2 separate regions of the Rattus norvegicus genome follow, and region 1 is linked to region 2. A link is a contact called in public Hi-C data. All regions are on one chromosome and are shown on one strand. The core of a region is the stretch at or near the end of the contact, and the rest is flanking DNA. Distances in the headings are between cores, read along the strand shown. Region 1 overlaps Sfi1 (SFI1 centrin binding protein). Region 2 holds the start of Pisd (phosphatidylserine decarboxylase).

Region 1 (6,356 bases), core at 1,834-4,333, 44 kb before region 2:
CTGTGTAGAAAGGCAGATCCATCCTGGAGCTGGAGTCACACGTGGTTATGACCTGCTGCCCAGTGTGGCTGCTGGGAACTGATCTGGCCCTGTGCAGGAATAGTAGATGCTCTAACCGCTGAGCCATCCCTCCAGTCTGGTTTCCACCTTCTTAATAACGATATCTCTTTGACATCTCCAGATATGAAACAGAAGATGCGCCACGCCTGGAAGTCCTGGTTAATATACATGGTTGCTCGTAGGACCAAATTTCGCATGAAGAGCACTGCTCTAGAGTTTCGGAGGCGGAGTGTCTTATGGTGCGTGTGGGGTGCCATGGGTCAGCACACAGCATTTTACCTTGGCGTTGGTGATGCTTTAGTTCACTCATCTCAGCACAGTGCCTAGAACACAGGTGATACCTGTAAATACCCATTGGTTGATAGCATTCAACTATAATGTTGAATTTTTATATAATCATGATTAATTCTAATTAAGTGCTTATAGTGTTCTAAGCCTTGTTAACTTTGTGTATATAATTCTGGGGTAGGGATGTGAGCCAGCTAGTCTTATGTCAATTTGACACAAGCTAGGGTTGGTTATCCAAAAGAAGGGAACATCATTTGAGTAGACACTACCATAAGATTGGGCTGTAGGCAAGCTTGTAGGGCATTTTCTTAATTAATGATTGATGGGGAGGGCCCAGCTCATTGTAGTTGGTGCCATCCCTGGACTGGTGGTCCTGGCTTCAATAAGAAAGCAGGCTGAGCAAGCCATGAGGAGCGAGCTGTAAACAGTATCCCTCAGTGGTCTCTGCATCAGCTCCTCCCTCCATGTTCCTTTTCTGTTTGAGTTCCTGTCCTGACTTCCTTCATTGATGAACCATGATATGGATGATTAAGCCAAATAAACCCTTAACTTGCCAGTTGCTTTGGTCATAGTGTTTCACCACAGCAATAGAAATACCAATTAGGATGGTAGTATAGGGGAGTGAATGTAGGGTCTATCATGTGGTTGATAAATACTCCACCATTGAGCTTTGTCCTTAACTGTCTTTCTTTCCTTTGTAGACAAGGCTGGCCTTGAACTCACAGATATCTGCCTATCTCTGCTTGCTTCTTGAGTGCTGGGATTAAACCAAACTCTACCATGCTCAGATCCTCAGTTGTATTTTTACTTCTTATTTTGTGTAATCTGGCCCTGAATTCTCTCTGTAGCCCAAACTTGTTAGTATTTGGCTTTCAGCCCTCTTGACTCAGCCAAATAGTTGGGGTTATAGGTCTGCACCCACAGGTAGGGCCATGTATGTGTTAAAATGCAACACATTTTATTCAATTCTTGGCATAAAATGTAAGTACATTACTACATACATCATCATGTACAGTAAGGCTCGGAAAAGTTGAAGGACTTTTCTAAACTCTTGTCAGTTTATCATTGAAAAAAAAATGAGGGCTCACTGTCTGATGCAGCCATTGTACTGCCTCTCACCAGGACTCACTGTCCACTGCAGTCACTGCACTGCCTCTCACCAGGATCACTTTCCACTGCAGTTACTGCACTTTCTCTCCCCAGGATCACTGTCCACTGCAGTCACTGCACTGCCTCTCACCAGGATCACTGTCCACTGCAGTCACTGCATTGCCTCTCACCAGGATCACTGTCCACTGCAGTCACTGCACTGCCTCTCACCAGGACTCACTGTCCACTGCAGTCACTGCACTGCCTCTCACCAGGATCACTGTCCACTGCAGTCACTGCACTGCCTCTCACCAGGATCACTGTCCACTGCAGTCACTGCACTGCCTCTCACCAGGACTCACTGTCCACTGCAGTCACTGCACTGCCTCTCACCAGGATCACTGTCCACTGCAGTCACTGCACTGCCTCTCACCAGGATCACTGTCCACTGCAGTCACTGCACTGCCTCTCACCAGGATCACTGTCCACTGCAGTCACTGCATTGCCTCTCACCAGGATCACTGTCCACTGCAGTCACTGCACTGCCTCTCACCAGGATCACTGTCCACTGCAGTCACTGCACTGCCTCTCACCAGGATCACTGTCCACTGCAGTCACTGCCTCTCACCAGGATCACTTTCCACTGCAGTCACTGCACTGCCTCTCACCAGGACTCACTGTCCACTGCAGTCACTGCACTGCCTCTCACCAGGATCACTGTCCACTGCAGTCACTGCACTGCCTCTCACCAGGATCACTGTCCACTGCAGTCACTGCACTGCATTTCACCAGGACTCACTGTTCTCTGTAGCCACTGCTCTGCACAGCATCTCACCAGCATCACACACACAGAACAAAGTTATCAAAGACCAGCTTTGACATCCAGGGTAAACTGAGGTGGGGTGTGGAGTTGGCAATTGACTGGGTCCAGTGAGAATGCTCCTTGGGAGGCCAATGAAGAATTCCTTTGGGGACTGTAAGAGGCAAGTGAAAAAAGAAAGAAAAAGAAAAGGGGAGGAAAAGAATCTCTCTCTCTCTCTCTCTCTCTCTCTCTCTCTCTCTCTCTCACACACACACACACACACACACAGTCACACACACAGAGTCACACACAGTCACACATTGAGTGGATAGAGCAAAGCTCCAACAAACAGGCTTCAACTTTTATTTTTTCTCCCATAGTTTATATATCCCAGCAGAACCTTTTAAGCAATATAAAATTACAATAAAATTACAATGTGATTACATTCTATTTTTTCTCTAATGAATGATTATAAAAAACAGTATGTTCCTTAATACAGTACCTAGTGCATGTTAAAAAAAAAAAGGAAAAACAAATGATTCCTAAGAACTCACATACATTCGTAACTAAGTAACTTATAGATTAACAAAGTACGAGCAAGCAAGATAAATTTCTCAGCAAGTTTTTCTTACTGGCGGGCAACAATTTGTGGTTACAAAGAAAGGATCAACTATCTCATTTATGGTAAAAAAAAGAATCTTATAAAAATCTTAAAAGAATTACAAATCTACCTTTATATAAAAAAATAAGTCACTTCTACTTTAAATCCTCAGGGTGCATTAACAATTTATTACGTGATATCAGGAATCTGAGGGCAGAAGTGGGTACAAAAAGTTAATCATCAACTTGATCTTGCTTTAGCTAGAAGGCAGCTAGTGCTGGTCAGCAGCCATTGTTCTTATTCCCTGACCTTAGAGAATCCCTAGCTCAACTTCAAATTGTTCTCTAAGGTTTTCTACATCAGAGCCACTAACAAAAACATCTTTTTTTTTTTTTTTTTTTTTGGTTCTTTTTTTCGGAGCTGGGGACCGAACCCAGGGCCTTGTGCTTCCTAGGCAAGCGCTCTACCACTGAGCTAAATCCCCAACCCCCTAACAAAAACATCTTAACTAGCATCTCTAACAATCTGTTTTTCCAAATGCTTTCTGAGGGTGGTGGTCATTGCTAACAGGCTGCATTTCTAAGTTCTGCCCAAGAGTGGTGACTGAGTCACTGATCTATCCCAGCAGCAGTGCTTGAGAAAGATCAAGTTCTGTTATGGTGAGTGCCAGAGAGTCTGCCCAGTGAGGGGCTGGATGCCCAGTAGCGTTTCCGTACAATTCTTAGATTAAGATAACAACAGAGCGGGCTGGAGAGATGGCTCAGTGGTTAAGAGCACTGACTGCTCTTCCAGAGGTCCTGAGTTCAATTCCCAGCAACCACATGGTGGCTCACAACCATCTGTAATGGGATCCGATGCCCTCTTCTGGTGTGTCTGAAGACAGCTACAGTGTACTTATATATAATAAATGAATAAATAAATCTTTTAAAAAAAGATAACAACAGGGCTGGGGATTTAGCTCAGTGGTAGAGCGCTTACCTAGGAAGCGCAAGGCCCTGGGTTCGGTCCCCAGCTCTGAAAAAAAAAAAAAAAAAAAAGAACCAAAAAAAAAAAAAAAAAAGATAACAACACAGCAAAACTCCACAGTTCTCAGGACATGAGTCCTCGGGGTTCTGCCTCTCCAAGGCACCCATCATGGCTATGGTACCTGGTAGGCTGAATTCCATGAATTCTAAAGCCATTTGTTGTTCCCTCTGCGTGGCCCTTGACACAAAGTCTACTTTGACTCTTTTTTTTTTTTTCTTTTTTCTTTTTTTCGGAGCTGGGGACGTCTACTTTGACTCTTGATTCATGTAACAAAGCCTCTTTGTAACTGGTTCTGTGCTTTGCCTCTGGTGGTTCTCTGGGTCCTGAATGTCAGTATTTAAAAGCTCAGGAGATGGGTTCTGAGTACAGCCTGCTAGCTTTACAGCTCCGCTTACTTAGCTCGGAACCCACATGCATCATTGAGTTATTTTACCTCTCCATATTTCTTTTTTCTCTTCTGTGAAATGGGTTTACCATTAGTTATCAGATAATACCTGTGACTTAGCAGTGTCCAGGATATCTGCGGACAGGAAGAATTTTTATTTGTTTATTTAGTGTATGTGCATGTATTAAAGTGTGATTGCACATATATATGAAGATGGTTTCTTCCTCACCTTCTACTTTTATTTTTTGGATACAGGATCTTACTATGTAGGCCTCGATGGCCTCAAACTCATAGAAATCGTTCTGCCTCTGCCTCCCAAGATCACCACCATACCAGGCTCTACCTTACTTTTTAAGACAGGTTCTCACTGAACCTGGAACTCACCAATCAGCTGGGTTGGCTGGACAACTGCTGAGCTTCCAGGGAAGCCTCCTGACTCTAGTCCCCAGCATGGAGGTTACAGAGCTTATGTGGACGGGTCTCAAGCTTGCATAGCAAACACTTCACCATTTGAGCCATCTCCCCAACCTTAAGAAATTTATTTTTATTTTTATTTTTTTTAAAGATTTATTCATTTATTATATATAAGTACACTGTAGCTGTCTTCAGATACACCAGAAGAGGGCATCGGATCTCTTTACAGATGGTTGTGAGCCACCATGTGGTTGCTGGGAATTGAACTCAGGACCTCTGGAAGAGTAGTCGGGTGCTCTTAACCACTGAGCCATCTCTCCAGCCCCAAGAAATTATTTAAGTAAAAATAAGGTATTTAAAATGTACTATTGTAGCTATTGTTTTAAAATGTTAAATTAGTGTGCAGCTCTACCTTCATCATCCATTTTTGTATTATGAGTTTGTTAACTGTATTTTTATTGAGGAATTGATGTCCTGGCACTGCTTGGGTGCTGAGCACTGCGTTCCTGATTTTGTAAGTGCTAAGAGAGGAAGAGTGCAAATAGCTGTAGATGAACGTGAGCAGTGGTCTAGGAGGGAGAGGCCTTGTGAGCAGTTGTTCCACTGTGTTTGCCTTGTTCTGGTCCTTTTAGTGGGCAGAGATAACTTAGTGTCTGTCCCATAGCTTTTTCTAAAAGGTCTGCTTTTATTTTATGTGTATGGGTGTTTTGCCTACCATGCATACTATGTATGTTTGCATACCACTGTGTGTGCCTGGTGCCTGTAGAGGCTAGAAGAGGGCACTGGATCCCCGGGGCTGGAGTTCCACATGTGTGTGAGCCAACAAGGTGGTGCTGGGATTCAAACTCAGGTCCTCTGGTGGAGGAGCCATGGCTGTGACCCTTCTGAAACCCATGTAGGTTGTTTGTTACAGCAGAGACAGCTGTTTCTCCCTGCTGTTTTCAACAGCAAATGAGAGGAGGTGGCTGCAGTAGGAGGGAAGGCGGGAGAGATCCTGCAAGCTTGGACCCAAACGCCATTGTTCTTTGTCGTCTGATGTTCCCATGACGTCTGAGTTTTAACTGTTGGCAGCTCCTGTTTTTGAGAACTGAATTGTGTAGGCAGAGAAGCAGGGCATGTCTATGGTGCTGTGGGGCTGGGACTGTTACTCAGTAGAGAGCCTGCCTGACATGCACACTAGTTCCTGGCTTATAGACCTTCTTTTTTTTTAAATTACAATTTATTTGGGGTGTGAGAAAGAGGTAATGCATGAGGAGGTCAGAGACAACTTGTGGAAGTCACTTTTCTCCATCTACCACGTGAGTCCCAGGGATTGAATTCAGGTTGTCAGACTGGGTGACTTGAGCTCGGATACCCACTGTCCTGAGGATGGCAGATTGACTTGTTTTCCTTTGCGGCAGTAGGCCAGCAGGTGTTAGTTTAGAGATGGCATTGTGGGGGAGGGAGCCTCGGGCTAAAGTTCAGAAGCACTGGTTTAATGTAATGGTCCTTCTCTCTTCTGGGGGTTCCTCCAACCCCAGACTGATTCCATCTTTGAATCGCTCTTCCAGTTTCTGGTGGAACAAGTGGAGGTGGCGACTAGGACGAGTCCACGCAGAGCAAGCTCTCCACGCAGCGGCCGTGAAGCACAGGGCCCTGAGCCTCCAGCTGCAGGTTTGTCTGGTATAGTCAGGCTGTGGTGTTCTAGGACT
Region 2 (6,584 bases), core at 678-3,177:
ACAGTCTTCCCTCCTACACTGGGACACCTGTGTGTCCACATTTCCTAAAAACATCAAAAGCAGACCCCACACAGCACCCTGGGAACAGGCTGAGTGAGTCCAGTCTGTCCAGCCTAGAGCTGCGAGGACAGGGAGGGGCCTGAGCAGTCTACCGTTTCACCTCCAAAGTGGAGCTACTTCAACAGCAACGCCTCCAGTCTTCCCTGTCTCCATACCCTTCCCTGAAGAAGCCCAGGCAGGCGAGTGCAGATACCACAGTCCCTTCTGAGAGCCAAGTGCAACTTGGATGATGGCCTGAGCGTCCGTCCGTTACCTAACCTGTGAGAACTCAGAGGGACCTATGGTGAGCATATATCTGACACTGCAGTCCTGAGTGCTGGCCAAGGCCTGGGCAAATCACTGCTGCTCTCTCCGCCTGTTTCTTCATCTGGAAACAGGGAACCCTCTTTGCCGACTTCCCTTGAGACTCAGACATGGCTATAACCAAGGCCAGACTAACCTTAAAAACTTTACTACCTCAACCGCGTGGCTCCCCAAGTCTTACCTCCCTTTCTAGCAAGGGAGACAGACATACTATGAGAAGGAAAGATGGGCAGCTCTGAAAGGGGAGCCCCAAAGATGAGCCAGTCCTGCCAGTAAGTAGGAGTAAGGGCTGATGCACGCACATGGGAGGGTTCTGTGAGGACACGCTGTTCTGGGGCTCATACCCATGCCCTTCCCTATCCACCACAGACGCCAAGATACCTGGTCGGTCCCAAATGGAATGAAACATCCAACTGAAGTCAACAAACGGAGCAGCCCAGTTAGCAGCTGCCATAAGTATGTTCGGATGTGAGAGGTGGGGTAGCGTGGGCATGTGTGTTTGTGGGTGGGGGTACAGGCGTGCTCTGGAGTCTGTGCACACCTCCTGACTAGGTAGGTTCTGGTTTAGGCAGGAGATAGAAGGCAGGCAACAAGCCCTTCCTGAGCACGAGACCTCCAATGCCCAGATCATGCAGCCCCTGCTCCCTTTCACTCAGGTTCCCACCCTAGGGTCTTCAGCCATTTCTTCCCACGCTCCCTGAGGCTGGGACACCTGGCAGGTGTGTCCAGGGAAGCAGCTAACTCCTTCTGCCTCTGTATTCCTGGGCTGGAGGTACACAGACTTCAGAAGTAACAGACAAGAAAATGGATCCTCTCTGGGCAAATCCAGCAATTCTTCTGAGAAGTCATGAGTTTGGAAGAGAGGACAAAGAGAAGGCTGGATGGCCTATCACCAAGTCAGTGGCTGAGGGGTGGAGTGAGACAAGGACAGACAAGTGTTCTTCAACTTCTCAAAAAAAAAAAAAAAAAAAAAAGAAAAGAAAGAAAGAAAGAAAAAAAGAAAAAAAGAAAAAAAAAAAAGCAAAACAAAACAAAAACCTTTTCTTGCCCCAAGGCAGAGTCATCTATTCCTTGCCCTCTGAAGTTAAGTCTACAAGGAAGGATGCCTCCCTCTCCCAGGCTGAGGCAGCACAGGAAAAATGCATGCTGGGAGCCCAGAGCCACCCCCAAATCCTGCCTGTACTTCCCACACCCCCCAGCATCTTGTTCACTTCCTGCCCAGCCTTTTGGGGACGAAGTAGAGGAAATGAGCTCAGGCAGACCGACTGAGGAGGGCCTGGGGGGCAGGAGAGCAGGGCCATCAGAAGGGACTCCTCAGGTCCGGCAGTGAAAGAGCCAACTATTGTGCTGGAAGGCACTCCCACCCAGGCCTCCCGGCCTCAGACAGGGAGGGGAGAGCCCCCTCAAAAGCTTGCCTGCTGCCTCAGGTCCTACTTGTGGCTTCTATCAGCTCAGTCACTCCCGAAAACAGCCTCACTCCAGTCTCTGGGCTCTGGTCTTCAGGTCCTCCGGGTTTGGCTAGGTTCTGAAGCTTTAACCTCAGAGTAGGCAGGGGCTCTGTTTCCTGCTGAGGGCGGGGGCAGGAGGAGCAATACCAGACACTGTTAAAGCTAACACACCCTGTGAGCTCCAGCTAAGTACCAGAAGCCCGGAGGGCCCTTTAAGAGGAGGGGCTACAGCCTGGAGAAAAGAGGAAGAGGCCAGCAGGGACCCTAGCCCCACCCTGTCATATCCTCCCGAGACTGACCAAAGACTTTGACCGCTCCCCAATCAACACCTAGCAGAGCAGCAGGGGCCCAGCGTTCCCCAGAGGATGCCTCCTGGAACTTCAGGGATCCTGAATCCTTAGTCTCTGGCTGGCTTCTGGTTACAGCACTTGTCACCTACCCTGCAAGTCAGCTAAAGACTGTCTTCCTCATTACAAAGCTACTTCCGGCATCCCCTTCAGAAGTTTTACAAATACGTTAATCCTTGCAATTTCTTCCTACACCTGATCATGAAGTAACAAGGCTAACCCTGCCAACCTCATCTGTTCCACAGGGCAACAAAACTCCGACACATAAAGCCCAGACCCTAGACCAAGTGGATAGGGGAACAAGAGTAGCTGTGAACAGCCACTACTCACCCACAGCCTAGAAAACGCAGTGCTTTCTGGGCTGGAAATACCCTGAGGGATGTGTCTTCTCCTCACACTGAATGGGAAAATCCCCGGCTGCAGTCAGCAGACCACCCTATACCCATAACCTGCCCAGCTCACACTCAATTAACGTAAGAGGAAATGAATGGGCCTAACATTTTCTAGGGAAACCGAAGATCTACAGGGGAAGTGGGGCAGGTCAACATTCTAGAATTTCATTCATGTTTGTGTAGTCAACTCAGCAGTGGCTGAGTGGCCTTGGGTGACTTAGTTTTTTCATGCTAGACTACTATAAAGGGTACACTTACAGCCCCTCGACAGAATCTCACCCCCAAAATAACTTGATTGGAAGAAGATGACATCCCGTTAAAGGGCTTACAGACAGTGGGCCACAAACCTGAAAAGACACTGACATTGTTTTGACACAGCTCCCCACACCTGTCCTCTTCACCTGGATCCAGCTCAAGCAAGTACCAGTGACAAGCTCAAGGACTATGCTATGGAAAGGCAAGCAGACTGGAGGGCTATCAGGGAGACTTCCATGGTATTATTCCACACCCACACCACACCGCGAGCCTGGGGACACAGAACGCACAGAAGCTGCCTTTATTCACTCAACCTGTGCACCAGTAGATAGTACTAATTAGTCCCTGGCCTCTGAAGATTATCTGGAGTCTGGGGGAGTAGCTCAGTTTGTAAAACATTCCCTTTGCAAGGAGGAGACCTGAGCTTGATCCCTGGGGGCCTGGGCACCACATGTCTTTTTTGTAAACAAACACTTTTAGGATTTCAAGTGATAGTTTACACATGAATTTCTTTCTGGTGAACCCCACCCCACTTATAAGATTAATTCACTACACTGAGGTCCCTTTGGGATACCCATGCCCCTCTATTCTGGGTCCTTCTTGGCTGAAACTGCTACCTAGTGCCAATGGGAGAGTCAGCAGGCTTGAAGATCATTTAGCTGCCAGCAAAGGAAGGCAAGGGATCTGGAGCCCCTTAGTAGAACACAAGCTGGACCCAAGGTGGGTGACTTTCATGGGTGACTTCTGGCATTCCCTGTCTGAACACTGTCTAATGCCCTGTGTCAGGGATGATGCGTAGTTGATGGACAAGGACAGCAGGTGCTCCGTCACCTCTTATTACCCAAGTGTCCAGAGGTAAATATGGCTACTTTCTCTGAGAAGCACAACAAGTCACAGGCAGGCTCATTTCCCACACGTATAGTTAAAAAGCCTGGGCAAGCATGGAACGTTCACCACACAAGGTTCTCTGAGCCCTCCCCAATTCCTCTTCTTTGTTCAGAAATGTCTCTTAGGAACATCTCCAAAGACAATGTCTAGAAAGCCCACGGCCCAGCACACTCACCTCCAGTTGAGAGCACTACATGGATACCGAGAGATGGCTTGCTTTAGGGCAGGATAAGCCCAGCAGAAAGCACAGCACCCCAAGCTTCCAAGTCATCACCTACCTGCCTAGGAGACAGGCCTTACTTGTTTCCTATTTTATTTTATGCTATCCTGTCCTATTCTATTTCTGTCAAGATATCTAGAGTCTCACTCAGTAGCCAGATTAGCCTGGAAATCACTAAACAGTTCCCGAATAGTGTTGACATTATGGCAATCCCCCTGCCTCAACATCCTAAGATGTTGAACTATAGGCTGGCCTTGTTTTTAAACTGCACATGCTTAGACACAGGCCTTAGCTTTCCCACACAATGGAAAGGCTGGCAATCTCCCAGTGGTACAGTTATGCCTCAGCTGAGGGAGGCAGGAGGAGACGTTAGACTGGAGTACGAGTTGGAGTTGGCCACATGGCAGCACAGCCTGAGCCACCTAACAGAGTGGCCAAATGTCTCAGAGCCATGGGTCCCTCACAGCACAGAAGCAGCAACGGTAGGGCCTGGAGACCCCTGAGAGTCCTCCTCTAGAACCCAGAGTTCTCTGAGGGCAGGTCCAGCAGTGTCAGAGTACTGCTCCAGACACTGCGCTGCCACAGAGGCTAGGCAGGAGGTAGGCTTTCCCCAGCGAGTTCACTACTTGCCCATTTAAACAGGCACAACTCTCTCAGCACCTACTGCACACGCCCTGCCTGCACCTACACGGCCTCATCTAACAACTGCGGAAAGTCAACGGCAGCCCTGCGTAAGCCCTCCTCAAGCTACACTCTTGTACCCACACCGAAACACAACTCTAGGACGAGCTAAAAGTAAGGAGGCTAAGTGGGTGTCCTTGGGCAGCCTGGCACCCCAGCCCAAGCCTGGCCTCCGCACAGCCGCCTCCACTGCTCCTCAGGCCATGTTTATACAAGAGGCCCAAGGCTAAGCCCAAAATAAGCATCCTCGCTTATGTTTCTCGGGTGTATAAAACAGTATTTTAAGGCAAGAATTCACAGTGCGATGTACTTTTAAAAACTGCAAAGAAAAAATACAGCAGGTGGAGATAAACCAAATTCAGTATTAAAAGCTACTGGGCAGAGGCACTCCCTGTAGTAACTCATCTTCTTAACTTTTGTACTCCATACTAAAGTGTTTACAAGGCTGGAGAGATGGCTCCGTTGGTAAAGTGCTTGCCTGAGTTTAGATTCCCCAGGATCCTCCTAAACAAAATCTGGTGTGGGAAAAAAAAGCCCAAAACCATGAAAGTGTGCTGCTGTGCCCCTGTACCCCAGGCATGACAAACTGAGGTGCATCTCTGTAAGCTCACTATATGGGCACATCCAAGTCAGTGAGAGACCTGTCTCCAAGGAGCCCAAAGACTGACAGCTGAGGCCGTCTTGTGATCTTGATCACACTGCATTTTCTGTGCCTACACAGCACCCGCTCCTACCCCAAGCACACACATGAGCACAAGCACGCACATTAGAAAGAAAAGACTGCACAGGAGGTCCCCATGGAATCAGACACTGGGGAGCTGAGGCAGGCGGACCATCAATCTGAAGCTGTGGTGGTTTGGGTGAGAAGGCCCTTCGCAGGCTCATATATTCGTTCGCATGCTTTGTCCCCAGCTGATGAAGTGTGTGGAAGGCTTAGGAGGTGTGGCTACACTGGAGGAGTTGCTGGAGGCCAGGCCTACTAACTGTCTCTGCCAGCGGCCTAGTGTCAGGATGCAGAGCTCTAAACTGCTGCCCCACACCATGCCTGTCTGCCTCCCACCAGGAAAATGGACTAACCTCTGAAACTGTAAGCAAGCCTCCAGCTAAATGCTTCCTTTTACAGGAATTGTCATGGTCACGGTGTCTCTTCACAGCTCTGGCAGGCTCGACATGGCAAAGACGGCTCCAGCAAGTTTTGCCTTTCACCTTCTTCTCCTTGCTAAACAGATTACACTTCTAGCCCCCAAGGTCTAGTCCCTTATTTATGGCCACTGACTCATTCCTGAGACAAAACACCAAGGTCCAACAATCAAATTCATTATTTAGCACAGTCTTTCCCTTTTTTTCCTTTAAAACCCTCTCCTGAAATCAACAGCAAAACCTACCTGTTGCTTGCTGTCCCCACACACTCCAGTCCAGTAATAAGTCTGGTGTGTGGGTGTGTCCTGTATGACTCCGAGGGGCCTCCACCAATCCCTTACAAACAGCACAGTAATTAGGACACTCGCTTCCCTCCCTCTATTTTGTATGAGTGCTGTTTCCCAGAAGCAATGCATCTTCTTAAAAATTCTTTAGCTGGTGGAGGTGGCGGCAAACACTTTTAATCCCAGCACTTGGGAGACAGAGGCAGAGGCGGAGGCAGAGGCAGAGAGATCTCTGTGTTCCAGGCCAGCCATGTCTACAGGGCAAGTTCTAGGGCAGCTAGAACTACAGAGAAAAACCCAGTCTTGGGGGGGGACAGGGACTCAAAAAAAGTATTTTTTGAGTAAAGATTTTTTTATGTGTTTGGCATGCATGTATATACATGTGTCATATGCATGTTGGAATTCAGAAGAAGGTGTCTCTCAGGCTGGGGCAGCCATGGAACTGTGCAGAGCAGGAGTGGAGCAAGAGTGGGACCGAACGGGGCTGGAGAGATGGCTCAGCGGTTAAGAGCGTCCGACCGCTCTTCCAGAGGTCATGAGTTCAATTCCCAGCAACCACATGGTGG

The links. Hi-C and Micro-C count contacts between places; a contact is called where the count stands out from the background.
Region 1: a Hi-C map of Schwann cells shows a contact between it and region 2, with 4 times the contacts expected there. The contact joins the enhancer-like site here to the promoter of Pisd in region 2. A contact is called at or near these places in 2 of 12 Hi-C or Micro-C datasets (Schwann cells and liver).

What each region holds. Positions count from the first base shown.
Region 1 is chr14:82,246,483-82,252,838 of GRCr8, reverse strand. Sfi1 (SFI1 centrin binding protein) reads left to right here. Exons shown (of 33, transcript NM_001191682.1): 7 at 182-299; 8 at 6,216-6,318. Among named protein-coding and RNA genes, the nearest start is that of Sfi1, 23 kb to the left of the region's middle. Within about 2 kb of position 3,083, at least 11 of the 93 cell types and tissues checked have an H3K27ac peak or open chromatin away from gene starts, as enhancers often do. A contact at or near this core is called in Schwann cells and liver, where this site is marked.
Region 2 is chr14:82,201,025-82,207,608 of GRCr8, reverse strand. Pisd (phosphatidylserine decarboxylase) reads right to left here and starts at 1,927. Exons shown (of 8, transcript NM_001399650.1): 1 at 1,779-1,927.